3 separate regions of the Mus musculus genome follow, and regions 2 and 3 are each linked to region 1. A link is a contact called in public Hi-C data. All regions are on one chromosome and are shown on one strand. Each heading gives the region's core, a stretch centred on a gene start, on an enhancer-like site or on the middle of the called end of the contact. The rest is flanking DNA. Distances are from core to core; before and after follow the strand shown.

What was found. A called contact is a pair of places that touch in the nucleus more often than the background predicts.
Region 2: a Hi-C map of cerebellar granule neurons shows a contact between it and region 1, with 2.3 times the contacts expected there. The contact joins two enhancer-like sites. A contact is called at or near these places in 7 of 484 Hi-C or Micro-C datasets (brain, cerebellar granule neurons, cerebellum and 2 more) and 1 of 115 datasets of contacts at active chromatin or transcription factors (pancreatic cancer cells).
Region 3: a contact with region 1 is called in a Hi-C map of cerebellum, with 2.1 times the contacts expected there. The contact joins the promoter of Slc13a1 here to the enhancer-like site in region 1. A contact is called at or near these places in 3 of 484 Hi-C or Micro-C datasets (brain, cerebellum and nephron progenitors), 1 of 115 datasets of contacts at active chromatin or transcription factors (embryonic stem cells) and 1 of 9 other capture datasets (adipose tissue).

Annotation. Positions count from the first base shown.
Region 1 is chr6:24,231,965-24,236,289 of GRCm38.p6, forward strand. No RefSeq gene overlaps it. Among named protein-coding and RNA genes, the nearest start is that of Slc13a1, 66 kb to the left of the region's middle. Within about 2 kb of position 1,852, at least 2 of the 459 cell types and tissues checked have an H3K27ac peak or open chromatin away from gene starts, as enhancers often do. A contact at or near this core is called in cerebellar granule neurons and cerebellum, where this site is marked.
Region 2 is chr6:24,103,472-24,107,796 of GRCm38.p6, forward strand. It overlaps Slc13a1 (solute carrier family 13 (sodium/sulfate symporters), member 1), which reads right to left. Exons shown (of 15, transcript NM_019481.2): 9 at 543-638; 10 at 1-43. Among named protein-coding and RNA genes, the nearest start is that of Slc13a1, 62 kb to the right of the region's middle. Within about 2 kb of position 2,415, at least 19 of the 459 cell types and tissues checked have an H3K27ac peak or open chromatin away from gene starts, as enhancers often do. A contact at or near this core is called in cerebellar granule neurons and cerebellum, where this site is marked.
Region 3 is chr6:24,166,256-24,170,580 of GRCm38.p6, forward strand. It overlaps Slc13a1 (solute carrier family 13 (sodium/sulfate symporters), member 1), which reads right to left and starts at 1,837. Exons shown (of 15, transcript NM_019481.2): 1 at 1,711-1,837. The coding sequence starts at 1,809.

The DNA.
Region 1 (4,325 bases), core at 602-3,101:
ATGATCATTAAAGGGCACAAATGGCAGCAGCTCAAGATGGTGAGCTCTTTCTGCATTATTGGAGCAGAGTCCTACAAGGGGAATATGTGAAATAAAAGAAGAACAGAGATCTTGAGACTTATTTGTGGAGAGGGAAGAAGCTACTCCCTATATCTTCGCTTTATCGCAAAGCTTCTTGGAACAACACCTGTGTGTACGATCTGAAAAGCTGGTGGGTGGGCCAGCTGTTATCTTGCTTTTAAGGGGCAATTCTAAATCAGTCAAGTTTTCCTTGGACCTAGTTGTGTGAGAGAAGTCCTCAACAGCAAAATTCAGTAACAACATATCAAGAAGGGACAGTTAAGGCAGAGGAGCAGAAGGAACATGAGAGATGAGAGTGGAAATGAAGCTTCAACTTAGAGAACAAGCAAGAGTACAAGTAAAAGTGATGCACACTCTCTAAAGGTAAGGGGGGTTAACAATGACCTCCAGGGGACACTCTCTTATCAAGACTCTTCTGAGACTGTGAATCCAGGCAGCAGGCTTCCTTAGTGTGACCACAATCTGTTGATGTAGTGCCATGATGATTTAAGGTTTTTCATAGTTATTTATATTAACTCCTTTTGGAAAACTACAAGATGAATACAGCAAGAATCATTGTCCTGCTTTCACAGATGAATAGACAGTGAACCTCAATAGTTATACTGTCTGCTGTCATGAATTCCTAGAGTTGAAGGCAACCAAAGCATCACTTTTCACATGGTGCTGAAAACATAGAGGTCAGCAAGGAAACCAGACCCATTTAAATCAAGGTGAGAGGAAGGCCTGGAAATAACAGCAAAACAGCCTGGAGTGTGGCAAGATCAAGACCAAAAGCATTAAAAAAAAAGCATTAAAGTGGCATATTTTCATAAGTTATTCCAATTGCTATTATATTCATTTAATGCACTTATTACTTGAACCACATGGAACATAGACAGACAGACAGACAGATAGACAGACAGATAGATAGATAGATGATAGATATTCCACAGTTGTAACTATCTGGATATATAAAACATGTGTCTGGGATTGTTATTCTGCAGGATTTGGGATGCAACTTCAAGGAGGTGTGAACCGAAATGTAGAGCGTAAGGTAATGCTATGTGTTTTTGAGGCTCTAGACAATTGGTTAAGAGCATCAATGGTACAGGAGAAGAATCAGGATGACTAAGTTAGGGGAACTTGGGAGACATAGCACCCAAGTCCAAAGAGATCTGGTGTCCTTAAATGTACTTCCTTTTACTCCTGGAGTTCTATTCTCCTTCGCTGGATTCTGAGCAGTATTTGTTGGTGACTCAAGTTATTCCCACCTCTGTAGGATGAAGACTGAGATATAAAAAGTGGTGCCGATTATAATTCAAGGATTATTTCTTTCAGACCATAATATTAATAATAATAATAATAATAATAATAATAATAATATATTTGCCTATTAAAGAAGGGTGCTTATATATATTGTCTTTAAAAGCTGATAGACATTTATAGGCTTTAGATATCTATGCTGTGAAAGCAGATGGTTTCAACTGACCATTACCTAATCTCCCCAAAGCAGTTTCCTAGGGATGAAAATTTTCCTGTGATGGACAAAGAAGAAATCAATACACTAAAACCCAGTAAAGTACATCTTCTTCCTGGGCAATACTAAAAGTTATCCAGAGAATACTCCATGAGCAAAGGAGGTGGGGACTCCATCAGCATCTAACCTGAGGTCGTATGAATCTGGACACTGGAAGGCTTAGTCCTCTGTCTTCTCTCTTGGTGTTTATGGGTACCTATTTTCTTCCCCAGAAATGACACTCTGAGAGACAGAAGGCAGGTTTCCTGCTCACCATCTGGTCTCCCTCCAGTGCTCAGAGACATAAGGCCTTCTGGCTCCCAAGCCTGTCCTCTGGTGGCCTTTAGGTGCTGGAATTCCTCCATGGAGGCTGAACTTCAAGAGCCCAGACACTTCGTCTGAGAGACAGAGGTCACCTCTCTCATTCTTATCAGTGCCCTGAGTCTTCACTCCACCAGGGCCATGCCAGATTCTCTTGTCACCCCTCAATCACTCTGTAAGTGCTTTTGAGTCCCCAACATTTGGGATTTTTCTAACAAATGGAATAGAATGGAACTGAAGAGTGGTCTTTCCTTTTGTCATTTTGCCCAAAAGGTTTCCCCTCTAAAGAGCTAAGTTGAATCTCCGGGGATTTTGACCTGGCTAACAGGAAACCATCTATACCCAACCACATAGAATGGAGCCTGGGGTCCCTTTCCCTACAAAGAGGTTACTGTCAGCCCAGCCACACTTTTTACTCTCACGAAAGGTGTTGGTAGACATTGTGGAGTTGGTGGAGGTGAGCTGGGCTCAGTGAGTCCTCCCTGACTGGCTAGGCAGTAGGCACTCAAATAGGGCTCAAGAGGCTGGCTTTGCTCCCTTCTCCTGGCATCTAGCAGGCACCTCAATGTCCAGCATCTTCTCTGCCTTTCCCTGGAGGGGATTTACTTGTGGGGACTCCCATTACACTCCCTGTGCTACACCTTAAGGCTGGTCTGATTTATAGACACTCTACGCTTGAATCGTATGAATGCTAAAGACTACAAGAGTGGTGCAGAGAGGCTCCAGTATTTGTTAGCAAGAGACAGCAGGATCCTCTTGGCTCTTTCTGCAACACTGTTTTGGGTTGTTTTGTTTTGTTTTGTTTTTTAGCAAGACTCCTCCCTCCAGCTGAACAGAGGCCTAAGCATCATTGAGTTTGATGAGTTCTTGTCTCTATTCTGTCAGATGGAACAAAAGTAATCCTTTTGTATTATTTGACCTGGAGGATACCATTCAGCTTAAAGGGCTGAAGGCTTGTTGGAGCATCCTACTCACATCCTGGCTTAGTTGTTCTGCATCAGTCCACCACTGGCTCGCTGGACAGAATCACTTTGCTGTATCCAGGCTGTGAGTAGGCTGGAGATCCAGGAGCAGAGCTGAGGTGGTCAGGATTTGCTCTTCACTCCAATGCTTTGACTCACTTTTAAGCCCTTCCACCTGAACCCCTGGCTTCCATGCCGTGAGGAGCAGCTGTCCTTCTTTTTCTGGTTGGTTTCATAGCAGTTCAAGGGGTCCTCTATATGCACTGCTACCCAGCCCCTTGATGGTACCTTTACAACTTCACAGTTGTAACTATTTGTGTTTCCTTTATTTAACAAATGTGGATCTCTTCTTTCCTATTCTAGCTCCCTTGCTAGAAGTGTAGATCCAGATTCAATTCATGTTGAAATTCCACCATGAGATTTTTCTGTTCCATTTGACTGTTGGTGATGGGATGTAGTTTATGGAAGTACAAATATTTAGTGAAGTGGCTGAAACTACATCTTGATCTCCTTTTACAGTGGTAGTCACTGTCCTTGACTGTCCTGGTTTAGGACCTCTGAGAAAAGCAGTTGCCATGGCCAGCTGCTAACCTGGTGTTTCCAGCTCTGAACATAGGGAAAGGTAGCAGTCAGCATTAATGACATTCAATGTGTCATTATGTGGATCCCTAAACATATCATTTGTCCATTTTGACTTTTTATTTGTTCATTTAAAATGATTAAATTATATTCTATTGTCAGCTTAACAAAAACAACAATAACAAGTATGACGACTACACCATAGTTGAAAGGGGTTGAGAGAGTCCAAAGCTGAAATACAGCTTTTGCATTGGTCTAATTTTTGTTTCTGGGCAACTGGAAATATATACTTACCGCCACTTAAGAAACTCTTTTGTATTTAAAGGAAAGGGGTCAGATCAGATCTGTACCCATTCTCTCTCTCTCTCTCTCTCTCTCTCTCATATATATATATATATGTATATATATATATATCAGTTTAACATGTCTAATGATACACAAATTATGCGAATATTTAATATGATGAACAGTAGATTTTATTGACATCAAGTATTTCCCAACGGCTTTGCTGAAAATATGAAGTCACATTAAAACTATACAGACTCCTGGCAATCTATGAATAAACTGGGGGAATTATGGGGTGTCTGAAGAAATCAGAGTCAATTCTGGTAACACTGAGTCAAGCATAAAACAATCGCTGCAACCAGCAAACAGAGCACAGCTCTTCTCAGAGTACAAGGACTTAGTGACAAATGTGCAAATCTTTGGAGATCTATTTGTTGTAAAAGGCATATACTAGTAGGAACTTAAGTCCCTGCAAAGAGGTGCAGTTTCTAAGAGAGGGTGAGGCCATGAGGGTATTTATCTCATTAACAGGCTAATGTCACTTACAAAAGGCATTGACACTGTGTTTGGACCATTTGTTCTACAATGTCACAGTATAGCAA
Region 2 (4,325 bases), core at 1,165-3,664, 130 kb before region 1:
GGCCATTACAATGAAGATCACCAAGGTCACGATTTCTTGATACCTGTGGAAGAAACCGCTGCTGTCGTTTCTTAGTTTTCAAAATTTTGAGAAAACTGGGCTATTGACAAGCTAGTCTGAACAGTCCGTGGCCCTTGTGGGACCTCAGAGTGCTCTTACAGAGGTCGCTTTCTCCTTCTCAGCGTTTCCACCTAGCACATTTTAGTAGGGCAATGGTGTGTTCTTCAGTATGGTAACAAGTAGTCACTGAGCTGTGTGGGTTTGTGGTCTTAGCAACTTTCTTTGCTGGCAAGCGCTTGATAATTGGCTTTAAAATAACTGGTGTGTGTGTGTGTGTGTGTGTGTGTGTCTGTGTGTGTGTGTGTGTATGTGTGTGTGTGTGTCTGTGCGTGTGTGTCTGTGTGTATGTGTGTGTCTGTGTGTGTGTGTCTGTGTGTCTGTGTATCTATGTGTCTGTGTATCTGTGTGTGTGTCTGTGTGTGTGTGTGATGTGAGTGGTGAGTGTGTGTATGTGTGTCTGTGTGTACTCATGCGTATATTACCTCATTGGCCCAAGTTTTTCATATTCTTGTTTGATCACCTTTGCACAAGCTTTTTCTTTGAGTGTTTTGGTTTTGCCACACTTGAACATCTTAAAGCTGAAAGAGACAATAAGAGTTAAGGAAGCTAGTTTACCACCACCTCCCTCCCTTATAGAAGGTTTGTCTGTGAATGCTTTGTTAAACTTCCCTCTACTGACCCCTGGAATCCATGCCCTGCGCCTGTCTGTGCTTCTTTCTCCTTCGCTGACTCTTCTTTCCTCTCTGGCTTTGTCTGGCTTGCTCCTTTCTAGATGTCCAAGTTTCGCTTTACCATCCATGATGTCTTCTCCTTATCTCTTCCTTTTAAAGATCATTCGCACCCCTCATACATTTCCACCCCCCACTCATCCTGATCACTCTCTATGCAATGGTAACTATAAATATGTAGGAATACTTGATATCTATATTGCCTTAAAAGTATATTTCTTGTTCATCTTGGTCTCTTATTTCTGTGCATAAGGAAGTTTCATCCCATTAGGCAGAAATGGAGGGCAGGGACAGGACAGTAAACAGATAATCTTTTGGGCTCAGTGTCTTAACATAAGCACTATACTCACCCACTCCATAACACCTCTGGCAAATCTGAGACACTTATTTTTGTCAGATCTGTCAACTCTCACAAATATGTTAAAGAGGTGACACCAGGCCATAAAATTATTGAAGTTAGACTCCAAACTAAGCTACTCAAAGGGGAAAAAAAAACTGGAGTCCGTTGTTTTCCTGAGAGATTCACCCGCCCTAAAAGCAGAGTCCTTAGACAAGTCCTGTTTACTCAGTAGTAAATATCACTCCTCTTCTGCCTTTAGCTGCTTGGTTCTACAGCCCCTTTTCACTGTTATTGTTTTATTTTCCTGGTCTAAGGTCTTCCAAATTTTGAAAAATTTTTGTGGGACATTACTGTAGATGCAGATTTTTTTTTAAATCCCTCTGGAGGAAGAATCAAGTGGGAAAATTGATGCTTAAGGTTTGCCTCTTGGAATGATTGTGAGTAGGTTAGCTGGGTCCTCCTGAGTGAGCAGTCATGGTGGGAACAGTCTCCTAGTCTCCTGTAAGCTTATTGTTTTGGAGAGAGAGAGAGAGAGAGAGAGAGAGAGAGAGAGAGAGAGAATGGGAAAAGGAGTTAGCACTAACCAACATAGATAGTTTGTGCTCGGTCATCGTATCTTCATGTAATTTTGCTGCAAAGCATTGTTCCATACTTCCTTTTAAAGGAGCTAAATTTCCTTGATTCTTTTTGTTGTTTGGTTGGTCTGGAACAGGGTCTCTTTATATAGTTGCTATATAGACCAGGCTGACTTCAAACTCACCAAGATCTGCTTGTCTGTGCTTCCCAAGGGCTAAGGGAGTAAGGTATGTGGCACCATGACTAGGTAAACAGAGTTTCTGTAATTCCTAAGCCTTTCATTTTAGACATTCCTGATCATCCTCATGCAAACATGATCACCTCTGTAACTAGTTAGATATTGTTTCCCTTATGACTAGGACTAATTAAATCTTTGTTTTTATTAAGTTTCTGGATATTGGCAATCTCAAATTTTTATCCCTAATCCCAACATAAATACATAATCCAAGAAACAAGTCTGAGGACTACCGTGAGAAAACTATCTGTGAAAAGAGAAAACAATAGACAAAGATAAAAACTTTTCCTTTTCTACCCTCTAAGCAGCTGCAAGTGCGCTTTCTCTCTCTGGCTGCAGACAGTAACCGGATCAAGCTGAATTTGCTTGCCTGCAAATGAAGGATAATCTTCAACAAAGGAACCGATGGAGCATATAAGACTGTGTGTCAACCTCCTTTCCATTGTAATAAACGCAGAGGTCTGATGGATGAGCTCCTGGTATGTTGGGGCTGTTTATAATGAGCGAGTTAGCTGTGCTAACAGCCAGAACACTAATCAGAATGTATGGTAGCCTGCCAGGGGAGTGGCAGCTAATTTCTGTTTGTCAGTCTAAAGCCTTTAGAGGGACACACCTTGGCAAACTGAAAAGAACTCTGAAAAATTGGTTGGAACATGAAACTGCCATGTCTAACCAGGAATGGACAACAAGAGGACTGTTGAAAGACAACACTGACCTTATTGTAATATGCCTGCCCCATATTAAAATAATAGTGGGGGTTGCATATGTATTTGTTTAAAGTCATTAAAAGCATCAACAAAGAACGAAAACAGCAGGGGTTTAGTCACTAGACAGTGTGCCTGTGTCCACTGGTTCAGGATTCTTCTCCTTTGTGCTCCCAGCCTTGCTACCTGTACAACTGAACCAGTCCCGGAAAGGTTGGATTCCCTGGGAGGGGCACTTTGTATGCAGCTGGCCTGTCACACTGAAGGCCACCTGCTGAAGTCAGTGACATTCCACACATTTGCTTCAGCGGGAAGACTGCCACATGCTGCTCCCACAATCTGGATAGAATGTTTTTTAAAACCATCAGTACTATCTTCCAACTACTAGCACAATTGGGCAGTTAGAGAGGAAAAAGATAAGATGAAAAAATAGAGAGGGGGGAAATGTCAGTCATTACCTTGCTAGACCTGGAAACTATGGTCACAGATAAAACACCACCCCCTACTGTACTGTGTCATTTTTTTCAAAAGAAGTCCGAGTAGCTGAGAGTTCACCTTCACTGTCTTAGAGAACAGTGTGCTGCTTGATTCATAGGTTCTTGGAATTATTAAAATTAAACTATAGAAGTGAATTTTAAATATTTTATTAGTCAGAAAATAATTTTCATTTGTGATATATATGTATATATCCTAATTATATGTGATGTAAAATTCCTAATGGAGAATTAAATAAGTTGAAAGTACAGGCTGCATTTTAGATTTTCTTGATTAGCCCTTGGTGGGCTCTATGGTGGCTGTATTCTCAGTTATACAACCACTGAATGCTTATCAAACTACCAGCTTCAATCTTAGAAAAGCAGGGGATTCACTTAGTATACAGAATTTGACATTTTAGTGCCATCAGTGGTTCTTTACTTTCCAGTATATCCTTACTTTGGCTGCTGCAGTTCAGTTTGGACTCTTGGGTGTTGACATCATAATGCTAGAAGTGATCTTACCAAACTGATGAATAAATCCTCTTGTTTACAGTAGAAGATACTAAGACTAATCATGGGCAGGACTTGAAGAGATTACTCATCTGCCCTGGGGTTACTTCTCCTGGTGCTTGAATAATAATGGCTCCCATAGATTTATATCTTTGAATACTTAGTTGCCAGTGAGTGGAACTCTTTGAAAGGATTAGAAGGATTAGTAGTTTAGCCTTTTTAGAGAAAATGTGTCATTAGGGGTGGACTTCAAGATATCAAAAGCCCATGCCAGACCCAATCTCTCTATGTATCTCTGTCTGTCTGTCTCTGTCTGTCTCTGTCTCTCTCTCTCCAGATCAGAATGTACCACTCAGCTACTTCTCCATCACCATGCGTGCTGTCATGCTCTCTACCATGTTGATAAAGGACTAAACTTTGAAACTGTAAGCAAGCCCTCAATTAAATGCTTGTTTCAATAATAGTTGGCCTTGGTCATGCTGTCTCTTCACAGCAATAGAACAACAGTAAAGCCATCTCTCTTCTCCCAATTATTAGTTCAACGTCTTTCAACAGAGAAACTTTTCAGATCTCTATTTTACTTTATAGTTTGAAGATGTTATTAAGTTTGAAGTTCACATGAAACAGGGAAACCCTGCATGTTAACAATTGAAAGTAACTTGATAATCCAAGAACATTCATCCTAAGAGGCACAGC
Region 3 (4,325 bases), core at 587-3,086, 66 kb before region 1:
ATTATGCATAATAATTAGAGTGCGATGCATCTGTACATCAGTGGAGCAGTACGGCTGATGTGTGTTCATGACATAGGATTCATTTATGTATTTAATCCTATGGAGTTTAATTTCATGTATTCCCTGAAATAAGTAAGAGCCCATGTTGAGACTAAGGCAGGAATGTTAAAATATGGTAAGCATCCATGTATGAATCAAAATGTGCCTGGGAGAAAATTCTGATCTATGTGCAGATTCATATGATCAGGGAGCTTGTAAAGAAGTTATTGTGCATAATAGATGAAGTAACAGACCTAGAAATGGTGAGAGGAGGAGCTGTATTGGAACCCTGTATGTACGAGTCAATTCTGTTATCTGGTCCATGCACCAGGGTCACATAGCTGCCTAGTCTCCTGGGTGGGAATCAAGTGCAGAAAGCTACAGTAAGATGAAATCTGGCTGAGCATTCTATTACTGCACGTGAATTTCCTTCAGGGATTTTCCAGTTAGGTGGCTAAGACTTCTGCGGGAAGCTAGGGTACCCAATGTACCGTAATTATTCTATTTTATTAATACAACAGTACTAATGGCTAAAGAGCATCAGCTGGGTTCTCTTCTACTGAGTGGAGGGACTGCACGCCTAGGGAGGGTAAGAATTCCCCTAGCTGTATAGGCAGCACATGAAGGGAGACTAGGAAAACCCCGCTCTGTTTGGTGAGTAATGACTCATCTAGTGCTCACAACAAGCCTGCCATGATCCCGCTCTTCTGAGAAAGCAGAAGTACAGGAAGGTTACGTAAGTTGCTCAGGTCACACAGCTTGCAAATGCTAACTATGGCATCTCAAGCAGGGAGCCTGTCTCTAGCACCTGTTCTGCTATCACCAGCTCACACTTCTACAGTCCTAATACAAAGGCGCTCACTGAGTGTTTGCTTGTTCAGACCACATCACCAAAACGTGGAAAATTCACTGAGCTTAATAGTCTGGGCTTAATAGACTGATTCTTTTCAAAAGGAAACTGAAAGATATTTGTAAGTATGCCAACATATGTACACGAAAATCTGAAGTGAGCAAAGCGATGACTTACTACATTTTCTGATTAACCTGGAACATAACTTCACAACTTTGATGTCTCTGTTCCAGAAGGAAATTAAATTTCTGGGAAGTTTTGTGGCTGACTCTAAGCCACAGAGCTGACAGCTCTGTAAGTATCTCTAGACCTTACTTTGCCAATTGTTCTGTCTAGGGCTGTGTAACCTGCAAGCCCTTGGGGCTCCTGCATCCTAGAATAACAATGACTACAACACAACATATTTGTAGCTGACAACAACATCATATCACAATGTCACAAAGCTGGGTATCCCTGCGAGTCCTTTATATAGAAATATATAATTGCTTATTCCTGGGGGAAGAGATCGTTACCCATGATGCTCCCTGGAGGCTGAGAACTTGAGAGATCTAAAGGGTTATGTTTCTTTTGTTCTTTCTTTCATCTAGTTGATAGGTGGAGAACAAATCTCATTGATTATTATGTCTAGTTATTCCACTTAATAATGACCAGATGAAAATAATACCAACCATTAAAAATGAAGAAAACAGGCAAGTACAATGTATAAACAAGCAGAAAGTATTACCATTCCTTCAACTTTGAGCCAGACCATGATCAACATCGAAGGACAACCCATGGCACAGCCCAAGCCATGTGCCTGTGTGTGCTCCAAGCTTGCTTACCTTGGTGCGGATGATGAGAGGGAGTGGCAAGAAAACCAAAATAGTGAAAACCACAAGGAGAAAGCGGCGATAGACCAAAGCATAATTGAGGAGCTTCATTGTCCTGAGCAGGTGCCTTCAACAGTATCCTCCTCACACTCAGGCAGATGTTAAATAACCAGCCTGGATTAATATTTCTCTACCTCACCATCTTTACTTACCGCCTCAGACAGACCAATGTTAGTTAAAATTAAATCTCAGTTTTATTGTTTTACTATCACAATTTAAAGAAAGAGATAAGCCCAAGAGTACTTAAGGACTCAAAGACCATTTGCTTATGTGATTTATAAAAAGTAATACAGATTCTCTCTCTTTCTCTCTCTCTCTCTCTCTCTCTCTCTCTCTCTCTCTCTCCTGTTCCTCCGTTTTCTCTTCCTTCCTTCCTTCCTTCCTTCCTTCCTTCCTTTCTTTCTTTCTTTCTTTCTTTCTTTCTTTCTCTCTCTCTCTTTTTCTTTCTTCCTCTCTTCCTCTCTTTCTCTTTCTATCTTTCTTTCTTGGTGCACAATAATTGGGCTATAGCCTTGAAAGACCAGGAGAAGGTAAGATCAGATCATGAATGAAATTAACTGACTTTGTTCACACTTAATCCCCTCTGCCCCTTTTGATGAACCCTGGCTTCTTCTAGCTGAAATTGTCAGCACTATTGTGATACCCCCAGTATTTCAGCACAGACTGTGTCCAGAGTCCTATCTAAGAAAGTATACTTCACTGTCTAAGGTGTAATAGCAGCTCCAAGTGCATGGATTTCAGTGCAGGGGAGTGGATAAAAGAGGATGTTTGATACTGATGGCTTTTCCTGGGGCTTCTTGGGTTGTGGACTTGAGTCAGCATTCTGAAAAATTGATGGCAATTTTTCCTTTTACTTTAAAAGCAAAGTACATTGTGTCTTTTAGAGATCTTAATACCTTTTCTTGGTAGGAAACAAAAAGTGAACCTTATATAAACATTCTCCTTTAGGAACTTTATGCATTTGAAATGATATTATTGTACTGATATTAGTTACATAATTATCAAGGGAATTGTACAGAGATAAATCAGGAAGGTCACTCGAGGGCTGTGTGTGCATGTGTGCTTGCATGAGAGCCATCATGTGTGTATGTAGGTAAAGATGAAAAATGTTACAATATAGAGAAGGTGTGGCTAGGGATTGTCTTGTGTGTTGTAAAATATGAATTGCCCACAAAAGCTCAAGTTAGCAACTTTGAACTCATCCTTAGGTGTTAACAAAGCACCCCACCAGAGCTCCTGAACTTTATAGTAAATTCCTCTTGACACAGACTTCACTATTATATAACATATGGTTATCATTTAGATGTGACTTCTAATTCCATATTAGTGTTGACTCTGCTTTATTTTTGTGCCAAGGAAAACTATTCCTTTCAATAATAGCCCCTGAGTTAGTGTGAATAAGTATTTTCCCCTTTAAAATGATAAATTTCCAGGCAACTTATACACAGTGATTCAGGAAAACAAGAGAGGTAAATAGAAAAGAGTTTCTGAATAATAATGGTTCATTACATAAAACAAATTCACAGATGAAAGAAAGGGTGATTGCCATCTGAATAACAATAGAAATATAATAATGACTACCCACAAAGCAGCAATAATAAAGACTATTAAGAAGAGATTAAAGGAACTGAGCTGCTCAGAATTATTCTTATTTTTCCCCAATAATACCCTGAATAGTTCATCACGTGCTCTTCCTTTTTTTCTAGTTTTTGAAGGAAACACTTTAGCTCTCGGATTTTCTTAGGCCGCCTGCTGTGACCATTTGAACTTCACTTTCTCATCTCGGAGGACATCACTTTGTGAAATGATATCAAAAAATGGAAAGGCATTTATGTGCCACTTAACAGAAGTGAAGACCTATGCATAGTGTCAGGTAGGTGACATGTCAGACAGAAGCCAAACAAGAGCACTTGATGCTTGCCCATGCCTCTGCTCTCTTATGGCGACCGTTTCTCCCCATAGGAAGGTCCTCAGGACCCTCATTCTGTGACCTGGAACTACAGCTGGACCTGTCTTCTGTGGGCGCCTGCACAAGAAGTTTCATCCCATAATTCCAAAATGCCCACCCTCAGCCACACAGCCATTCTCCTAACTTCAGCCATACTCTCTTGCTGTCAGAGAGAGAAGAGATCTGACAAAGTAATTAGGATTAGTAGGCGATAAATGTCACTCAGGACTCACCAGGGAATGAAACGCCAAGCTATTTGGAGCTTCTAGAGAACATACCTCAAGACACTCTGCAAATTGCACCCTGTTGTTAGCCAGTTTCAAGGCAAAGACAGGTTAGTTCACTGGGTCGAATTTTAACTTTCTTATGCAGAGAAACTAAACGTCTTGTGGCATGCTGTAGTTGCTTTAATGTATAATTGTGCTAGATATGAAATAAGTTGTAACAACAGGCGATTGTCAGTTAATTTAAAACTCATTTTGTTCAAATTTTTTTTTTAAAAATTACTAATGCTGTTGCCTTGCACACCATCTTCTACTGTGCACTAGGGATTTTACAGTCTCTACCCCATTTAATTTTCAAAACCTAATATAGTCCAGGCATGTAGCACAGCAACTTG